Linked DNA regions of Mus musculus: region 2 is linked to region 1. Evidence: chromatin contacts called from public promoter capture Hi-C data. All regions are on one chromosome and are shown on one strand. Each heading gives the region's core, a stretch centred on a gene start, on an enhancer-like site or on the middle of the called end of the contact. The rest is flanking DNA. Distances are from core to core; before and after follow the strand shown.

Region 1 (4,036 bases), core at 943-3,442:
GGGCCTGTACCACAACACACAGTCTCTCTAAAGCAAAATTAATTAATTAATTAATTAATAATAATAAATTAAATTATTTCTTTTGGGATAGGATCTCCTGTAGCCCAGGCTTGCCTGGAACTGGAATCCTTGGATCTTTTACCTCCCAACTACTGGGATTTTGTTCAGGTACCACAATTTCCATTTTTATGCAATGTCAGAGGTCAAACACAGGACTTCTTGTATGTTAGGCAGTTAGATAAACAGTCTACAAGCAGAGCTGAATCCCTAAGCCTGCCTGGATTCGAATTTGGTGATGCAGTCTAAGCTGCAGATATTTGAAAATCGTTATATTATAGACCAAAAGTCAAGAGTTGAATGATAGCTCTGGGTGGTTGAATAAAGATCACAGCTGAGTCTTAGAATCTCCTATCCTTCTTCTTTCTCTCTCTCTCTCTCCCCCCCCCTCTCTTTCTTCCTCTCTCCCTTCCTTATTCTCTCTCTCCCTTCCTTCCCCTTCCCTCCTTTTTTCCTTCCTTCCTTTCTTGTTCCCCTACCCCTACCCCAGGTCTCTTTGTGTAGCCTTGGCTATCTTAGAACAAGTTCTGTAGACCAGGCTGACCTCGAACTCACAGAGATCTGCCTCGTCTTTATAGCAAATTCCAGGGCTGAATAGTGAGACTCAGGAGAGAAAAAGGGTGGAGGGCGGAAAGGAGGGAGAGAGACGAGGAGAGAGGAATAGGGGTGGGGGTGGGGAAGCTACCTAGTAAAGAGACAGGAATGGAATGTTGGGACAGTGGCAGTGATGTGGAGGAAAGTTCAAGAACTCTGTTTCCAGAGAAAGCAATCACATCAACTGTTAGCAGTTCCCTCTAGGCAATTGAGGTAAGCCCTGGGAACTGAGAGTGGGCTTCGAAAAGGTGTAGATGAGAGCTCAAGATAGGGCAGGCAGTGGAGCTGCCTCAGGATAGGTTTGGAGGTAATGCCACTGAAGAAATGGGAACAAGTACTTGTAGAAAAATGAAGTCTTGTTTGTGAATTTATTCAGTGAAGAAAGCGGAGAAATAGAGTACCCATTGAAGGTAATTTTGGATCCAGAGGAAGCATAAATTTAAGTAAGGAATTTTGGTTATGTTTATATGCTGATGAAAATGATTCCTTGAAGAAAGGGGGTTGGAACTATAAAGATACTGGAGTAAAACATGTGGGCATGTGGGAGTGAAATAATCCAGGTCACTGGTCAGGACCTGGCCTTCTTGAATTCAGAGTAACCCAAATGTTAAGAGGATTTTGATAGTAAAAAGTTGATCAGTTAAAAAAGGCTGGGGTTTTGAAGGAAGCTTTTAGTAGATAGGAGTAAGTCTAAATATCAATGTAGGTGAAGAAAACCCTTCTGGGATTAAGCACACCCCACCCCCCCCAATCCATTTTTCTCTTGGTGAGCCTTTTAATCTCTATGCTGTTCATCACCATTAGTAATTATATCTTAATAGTTCACAGATCTGTACCCCATGAGCGACAGGTCAGGGATCTTCTCTAATTTCTGACTACCCAGGGTGACGCGATGAATAAATGTCTTCAGAATTTGCCTTAGCTACTACTGTTAAATGCTGTTTAGGAGAGTCCCTTTTTCCCCTCAGAGCTTTTATTTCGGAAAAGATACCATGGGAATGATATATATATATATATATATATTTTTTTTTTTTTTTCTTTTTTGGCCTAACTGCCTCATCATGAGGATCTGCGTAAACCCAGAAACGCTTCGTCAAATTCTCCTTAGACAAAACTGACTAATTGGCTAGTTGTGATCGACCGGCAGCTGGGTAGGGTACAGGTGCAGAACGCATCTTGCGCATGGGGGCGCGCCGTGGCTTCAGTCAACTGGGGCTCAGAGGGCAGCCGAAGGATGAGACTGAGGCCAACACCTCCCCAGATGTGGCCTCTTCCCTGGGCGCTACTGGCTCGGCCAGTGTGGGGGCGGGGAGGCCGAGGGGGTAGTAACTGTCAAACTCCCGCTTGGCGCCATTATTTAAATAGTGCGTGTGGGTCTCGCAGCTGTGCGTGCCCGGGGCGGGGCAGCGAGCTCCTGGAGTGGGGCGGAGGCCAGGGGCGGAGCGGGAAGGCTGAGGGGCGGGGTGGAGGCGGAGTCAAGTCCGCTAGAGGGGAGGTTCCAGCGCGGCCCCCGGCGAGCTTCATTGCGCTTGCGCTGACAGACGCAAGATGGCGGACAGTGCGGAACTAAAGGTAAAGCGCAGCTCGAATTCACTTCTAATATTCGGCCGCGGAGACGGCGCCGCGGCTGCCGGGGGGATGGGTCGGACCCTGGGGGGCCCGCTCGGGCCGGGCTCCACCCGAGTCTGGAGTTGTAGGCGGGAGAGGCGCTCCGGGCCTTAGTGGAGGGGGCCTGGCTGCGGCGGGCCGTGGGCCCCGGGTGCCTCGGGGGCGCTGACGGGTCGTCCCCGGCGTGTTATTGTTGTGGGCGCCTCTGGCGGGGGTGGCGGGGCGAAGAGAGAGTGAGTCGGGACGTGGCGGCAGCGGCGGTCCCCGGGGCCTGGGTGCCTTACCTTGCAGCCCGCCTCCCCCCCCCCCCCCCATGGGCAGCCAGGGGGTGGGGGGGTGTAGGCTGCTCTGGGAAGAGGGGGATCGGGAAAACTGCCCCGCTGCCGCTTCCTCTTCCTCTTTCGCCGTCCCGGGCTCCTGTCAGGCGCAGCGCTCGGACCCCCGGGAACTTGGCTCCGGCCGCCCCGCCCCTCCGCGGCGCCCAGGCGCCCCCGCCTCGCTTGCCGCCGCTGCCCGCCCGCCTGTCAATGGGTGCCCGGCCAGAGGGAATGCGCGATCCCGGGGCAATCGGCTAGGGAATACGAGGGAGAAGCTCTTGGAAAGTTTAGCGAGCCCGGAGCCGGCGTTGGGGGTTCGGCTAAAGGGTTGCAGGGGGAGTCTGCCCGGGCGGGACGTTACTGTTTCTCTCTTGATTTCGGGCCACCGGGGAGGGTGTGTGTGTGGTGGTGGGGAGCAACCCATTGAAAGAGTGTGCTTTTGGGAGCGGTGGTGGGGATGCAGCCACCTCTCTGCACTCTTGCTGTCTCTGGTGTGGCAGATGAGAGCAGCCTTGGGGGTCTCTAAACACACCATGATGGCGATGCTATAGCTGATGGAGGTGAATGGTTCGTGTTTATATCCCCCGTTGCCTTTTGTTTGTTAGGGACATCTTGCTGGCCATGTTGATTTAAACGAAATTCTCCTCCCACCCACCCCCCATCCCACCCCAACCTCCAATAAATAGAACGTTCCATCGTTCCTCTCAACTGTACCAATTACTCATGCCTCGCGAAATTAGATGAAAGGGTGCCCCCTTTCCCCCGCTTTTTCTCCCACCCCAATCTTTACCTGATGATGGCTCCTTTACTGAAGCACATATACCACTACACAAGCAGTTGGGGGAGGGCTGGTGGAACCCTTATGATTGGATTGTGACAAATGGGTCTCTGCTTGAATAATTCTGGTTTAGTAGCAGGCAGGCAGTTCTTAACTAACGCATATTATTTAGAGGCTCTGAACATGGTATTCCCTTCTCTGGCTTCCTGTGTGCGAACCAAACAGCTGGTTATAGCACATCTCTGTCAGAGTGGAGATTGGGCTATGCAATTATAAATCCTCAGGGAGATTTAGAAATTCTTTTTATAATCAATAAAAAAAATTATTATTTTCCCCATTATAATGAAATAACTTCTAAAACAAGCAGACCACTACCTGTGTTTCTGGACACTTTTCTTTCCGTGCACCTGTGTGTGTGTGTGTGTGTGTGTGTGTGTAAAAGCCTCACTGGAAGATCTTTTTTTCCTTAGTAACTTTGGAGTGTTAACATATCAAGATTTTTGTACAAGATTTGGGTATTTGTTTTTTTTAAGTTTACTTCTAATTACTAACTTGTTTAAGACAGAAAATCTTAATGGATAGCGCCCCCCCCCCCTTTTTTTTTAAGACAGAGGTTTGCTATGTTGCTGAGGTTGGTCTGGAACTCACTGTGTAGACAGACCATACAGGCTTTAAACTTCAG
Region 2 (4,036 bases), core at 804-3,303, 2.2 Mb before region 1:
TTCTGAGCCATCACCCAAGCCCTGGATTTTTGCATTTATACTCGGGGATGGAATTGCTCAATAATTTCCTTTCCTTGTATTATCTTTATCAGATTTAATACCAAGGATATTCCAAACTCTTTTTCTTTCCTGCTTTCTTGTTTTGCTCAAGATAGTTTTATGTAATCCAGGCTGTACAGAAACTCGATTTATTGCTGAGGCTGACCTTGAACTATTAATTGAATGATTCCACCTTCCAGGGGCTGGGATTACAGATGTTTGTCTACCACCATATCTAACTACATTTTCAGTATTTTGGAAGAATTTCTATGAAACTGTAATCATGTATTACTCCTGTATTTGAAATAGAACTTGCCACTGACGCAGGTAGGCGCAAAGGTTTGTTTGCTTGTTTCTTTTTATAGCCCAGGCTAGCCTCAAATTTGTGCTCCGGCCTCATCCTTCTGAGAGCTGAGATTGTGGGTGTACACCACCACTACTGGAGACTTTCTATTTTCTTCACTGAGTCAATTTTGGCAAGCTATATCTTTCCAGATAATTCCAAATATTTGGATTACAATGATAACTGACATCTGGAATACCCTAACTCTTAAAGAAATTATATGATTTATGTATGGGTCATGCGAAGTGCTGAAACCTGTAATCCATCCCAGCACTCCGAATTATAAATCATCAGAAAGTAACAACGCCTATGTGCACTGCGTGGCAGTTTATATAAGTACTGTTAATATGTAACTTCATCTGAAGGGCAAAGTCTAACTAGTTGCAGAGGGAGGGACAACTTCTTATCTAGGCAGAACAGCTGGTTCAGATCAACGCCCCTTTAGGGCCACACTAGAGCGTTTTGTGGAGGACTATGTAGCTATTCCATCACTCCTGGGATTAAGTCACTGACAAAAGGAAGCAGCCACCGAATGACCTGGCAGTGTGTCTGCACGAGGGTGTTTAGGAGTGTTCTTGCTGATGGGAACCTTCCCCAAGGCCAGGCTGGGTGGGAAGTCCAGGGAATTGGCGTGTTTTCTAACACGGGTGGAGCTGCTCCTGCCTGCCGTTCCACAGGGCCACTTGGCCCAGGATGCAGCGAGCAACGGTGGATCAGGACGGACTCACCAGGGCCTCGAAGTCCTTACAGTCGTGGCGGGCGTAGGAGGCGGGGAAGGGCCGCAGCACCGAGTCCCGCTTGTAGCTCTGCAGCGCCGAGGCGAAGAGGCTGCAGCGGAGGTCCGCAGCCAGCACGTCGCGGCTCGCTGCCTCCCTGGCTGCTGCCCTGTTGGAGAGCTGCATCCCGGGCTCGTAGCGCGTGGCCGGGAGGAGACAAGGAGGGGCAGCGCGGGGCCTGGGCCCGGGGGACCGTAGACCGTCTGCTGCCAGGTTTTCCAGCCCGGGGGGTGGAGCTAGGCAAAGGGGTGACAAATTGACATTGGTGAGAACGCGCCGGCGAGCGTCCTCTGCAGGACACTGGGCACGGTCGCTCAGTGCGGGGAAACACGGGATCTGGGAGAGTCGCCTCTCGGGTCCCGCCAGTCCCGGAGTCCCCGGTATGGAGTTGTCGCTATTGCACCCGGCGTGGGTAGTACCCCGGGGACCCGGCCGATCAGTCCTGGCCGCCCCACACTGCCAGCAGCCACCGCCTACCTCCCCGCCCGCCGCTCTCACGCCGCTCCGCCCACCCGGCCCAGGCCCGCCCCTTCCCGCGCCCTTGCTCAGCTCGCGCCCGCCCACAGGTCCCGGAGGATCCCAGCTGCCCCGGGTGCTGGGCAAAGGTGCCCAATGCGGCTGCTAGTCATCCTCGCCACCGCCCCAAGTGGAAACCGCCCCGGGACCCGCCCCGGGGAATTGTCTTTGTCCTGGCTCCACGGGTTGAGCCAGCCTCGCTCACCTTGGGAATTGCCACCTGTTGAATAAATCGGTTTCCTCTGGAGCTGACACGTTGCACACAAGAAGCCACTTGATACCCAGGGAAAACTGAAGGTCGGAGTGACACAATACTTTCTCAAGACACTGTAGCCGACCCAAAGACCTTCCTCTCTACCTTACAGCCTCCGCAATTCTCTGAATTGCTCAAATGTCTGACCTCAGATTTCCCAGGATCCTCCTCCTTCGAAGGCCTCTAACAGGAAGTCGGGAAAACAGGCACTGGGAGAACAATGACCTAACCCTGCCGAAGGGAAAAGACCGGACCCCAAGATGACTCAGCAACTGGTCGAGTAAAGGCACTTGCTGTCCGTCCTCACGACCTGAGTTCTATCCCAGGATCCCATATGTTAGGAGCTAAGTGACTCTAGCAATTTGTCCTATGACTTCCACACCTGCACCAAGGCTCAAGTGTGCCCACATGTGAACGTATACACAAAATAAATAAATGTAGGGCTGGTGAGATGGCTCAGCGGGTAAGAGCACTGACTGCTCTTCTGAATGTCCTGAGTTCAAATCCCAGCAACCACATGGTGGTTCACAACCACTGGTAATGAGATCTGACTCCCTCTTCTAATTCGTTTGAAGACAGCTACAGTGCACTTATGTATAATAAATAAATCTTTGGGCCGGAACAAGCAGGGACTGAGCGAGCAGGGTTGACCAGAGCAAGCAGTGGTCCTAAATAAAAATTCAATTCCCAACAGCCACATGAAGGCTCACAACCATCTGTACAGCTACAGTGTACTCACATACATAAAATAAATACATTAAAAAATTAAAATAAAGGCAGGAGGATTTCTGAGTTCGAGGCCAGCCTGGTCTACAAAGTGAGTTCCAGGACAGCCAGGACTATACAGAGAAACCCTGTCTTGAAAAACCAAAATAAATAAATAAAATAAAATAAAAAATGTAAGAACAGATTCCCTTTACCTCTTCTTCTTCAAGACCTCACTAGAAAAAAAGCACTTGGCCTTCTGGTCACATAGAAATCTAAGACCAGTGCTGAATTGTTAGACTAAAAGTCCCCTTTAAAGACCCCACACGTGCTGAGAGGTGGTGGCTCACGCCTTTAGTCCCAGCACACCAGAAGCAAAGGCAGGCATATCTCTGAGTTCAAGTCCAGCCTGGTCTACAGATCAAATCCCAGGACAGCAAGGGCTACACAGAGAAACCCTGTCTCAAAAAAAACAAAAACAAACCCCAAAACAAAACTTTACAAAAACAAAAACAAAAACAACCATTAATTAGATAAATAAACATACACACACACTGGCTCTGCTCTCTGAGAAATCACCCCCTTCTTGGGCATCCGAATGGGACCTGGCCCTGTGCTCCTCAGACTTCGGGAGGGAAGACAGGCAGAACTATATTCTCAGACCCTAGAGAGCTTCCCAGGCCAAACAATGATGCAAACCACCCCCAGGAGTCCAAATGGTAATGGTTGTTGTAAGGCCTGGGCTGATTTGGAATCACCAAAATGTCTGAGAGCCTATGACCTCAAATAAAACCCCTCCAGCACCCCAAGTCCTGGGGCCCCTAGGGCCCCATGGAGCATCTGGAACCCTAAGGTACCTGCTGCATGTCTGAGGCATATCGCATGACCCTCACTCTGAGAAAACCTTCTCACCACCTCTCCTGCCACATAAGTATAATAAATGTACTTTTAAAGAATATTAATGAGATGGAGAGATGATGGCTCAGTGGTTAAGAACACTGACTCATAAATGAGGAAAATACCTAATTAAAAAAAAATACCGTTTAAAAAACAAAAACAAAAACAAAAAAAAAAAACCCACTGACTCTTCTTCCAGAGGTCCTGAGTTCAACTCCCAGCAACCACATGGTGGCTCACAACCATCTGTAATAGGATCCAATGCCCTGTTCTGGTGTGTCTGAAGACAGCTACAGTGTACTCACAAACATAAATAAATCTTTAAAAAAATGAATGAAGGACCAGAGAGATGGCTCAGTGATTTAAAAAGCTTCCTGATCTTCCAGAAGACCTGAACTCAGTTCCCAGCACCCACATCTGGAGGCTTACAACAGCCAGTGGCTCCACTTCCATGGACTCTAACACCTCTGTCCTCCATGGGCAGTGCCCTCACATGTGGAGTACATG

What was found. Promoter capture Hi-C pulls out the DNA fragments that hold promoters and counts their contacts.
Region 2: a promoter capture Hi-C map of pre-B cells shows a contact between it and region 1, with 4 times the contacts expected there. The contact joins the promoter of Parp16 here to the promoter of Pias1 in region 1. A contact is called at or near these places in 2 of 39 promoter capture datasets (erythroid cells and pre-B cells).

Annotation. Positions count from the first base shown.
Region 1 is chr9:62,979,035-62,983,070 of GRCm38.p6, reverse strand. It overlaps Pias1 (protein inhibitor of activated STAT 1), which reads left to right and starts at 2,192. Exons shown (of 14, transcript NM_019663.3): 1 at 2,192-2,223. The coding sequence starts at 2,200. Gm35574 (a long non-coding RNA gene) reads right to left here and starts at 2,557. Exons shown (of 6, transcript XR_379535.2): 1 at 2,544-2,557.
Region 2 is chr9:65,212,707-65,216,742 of GRCm38.p6, reverse strand. It overlaps Parp16 (poly (ADP-ribose) polymerase family, member 16), which reads right to left and starts at 2,053. Exons shown (of 7, transcript NM_177460.4): 1 at 1,880-2,053; 2 at 1,111-1,394. The coding sequence starts at 1,284.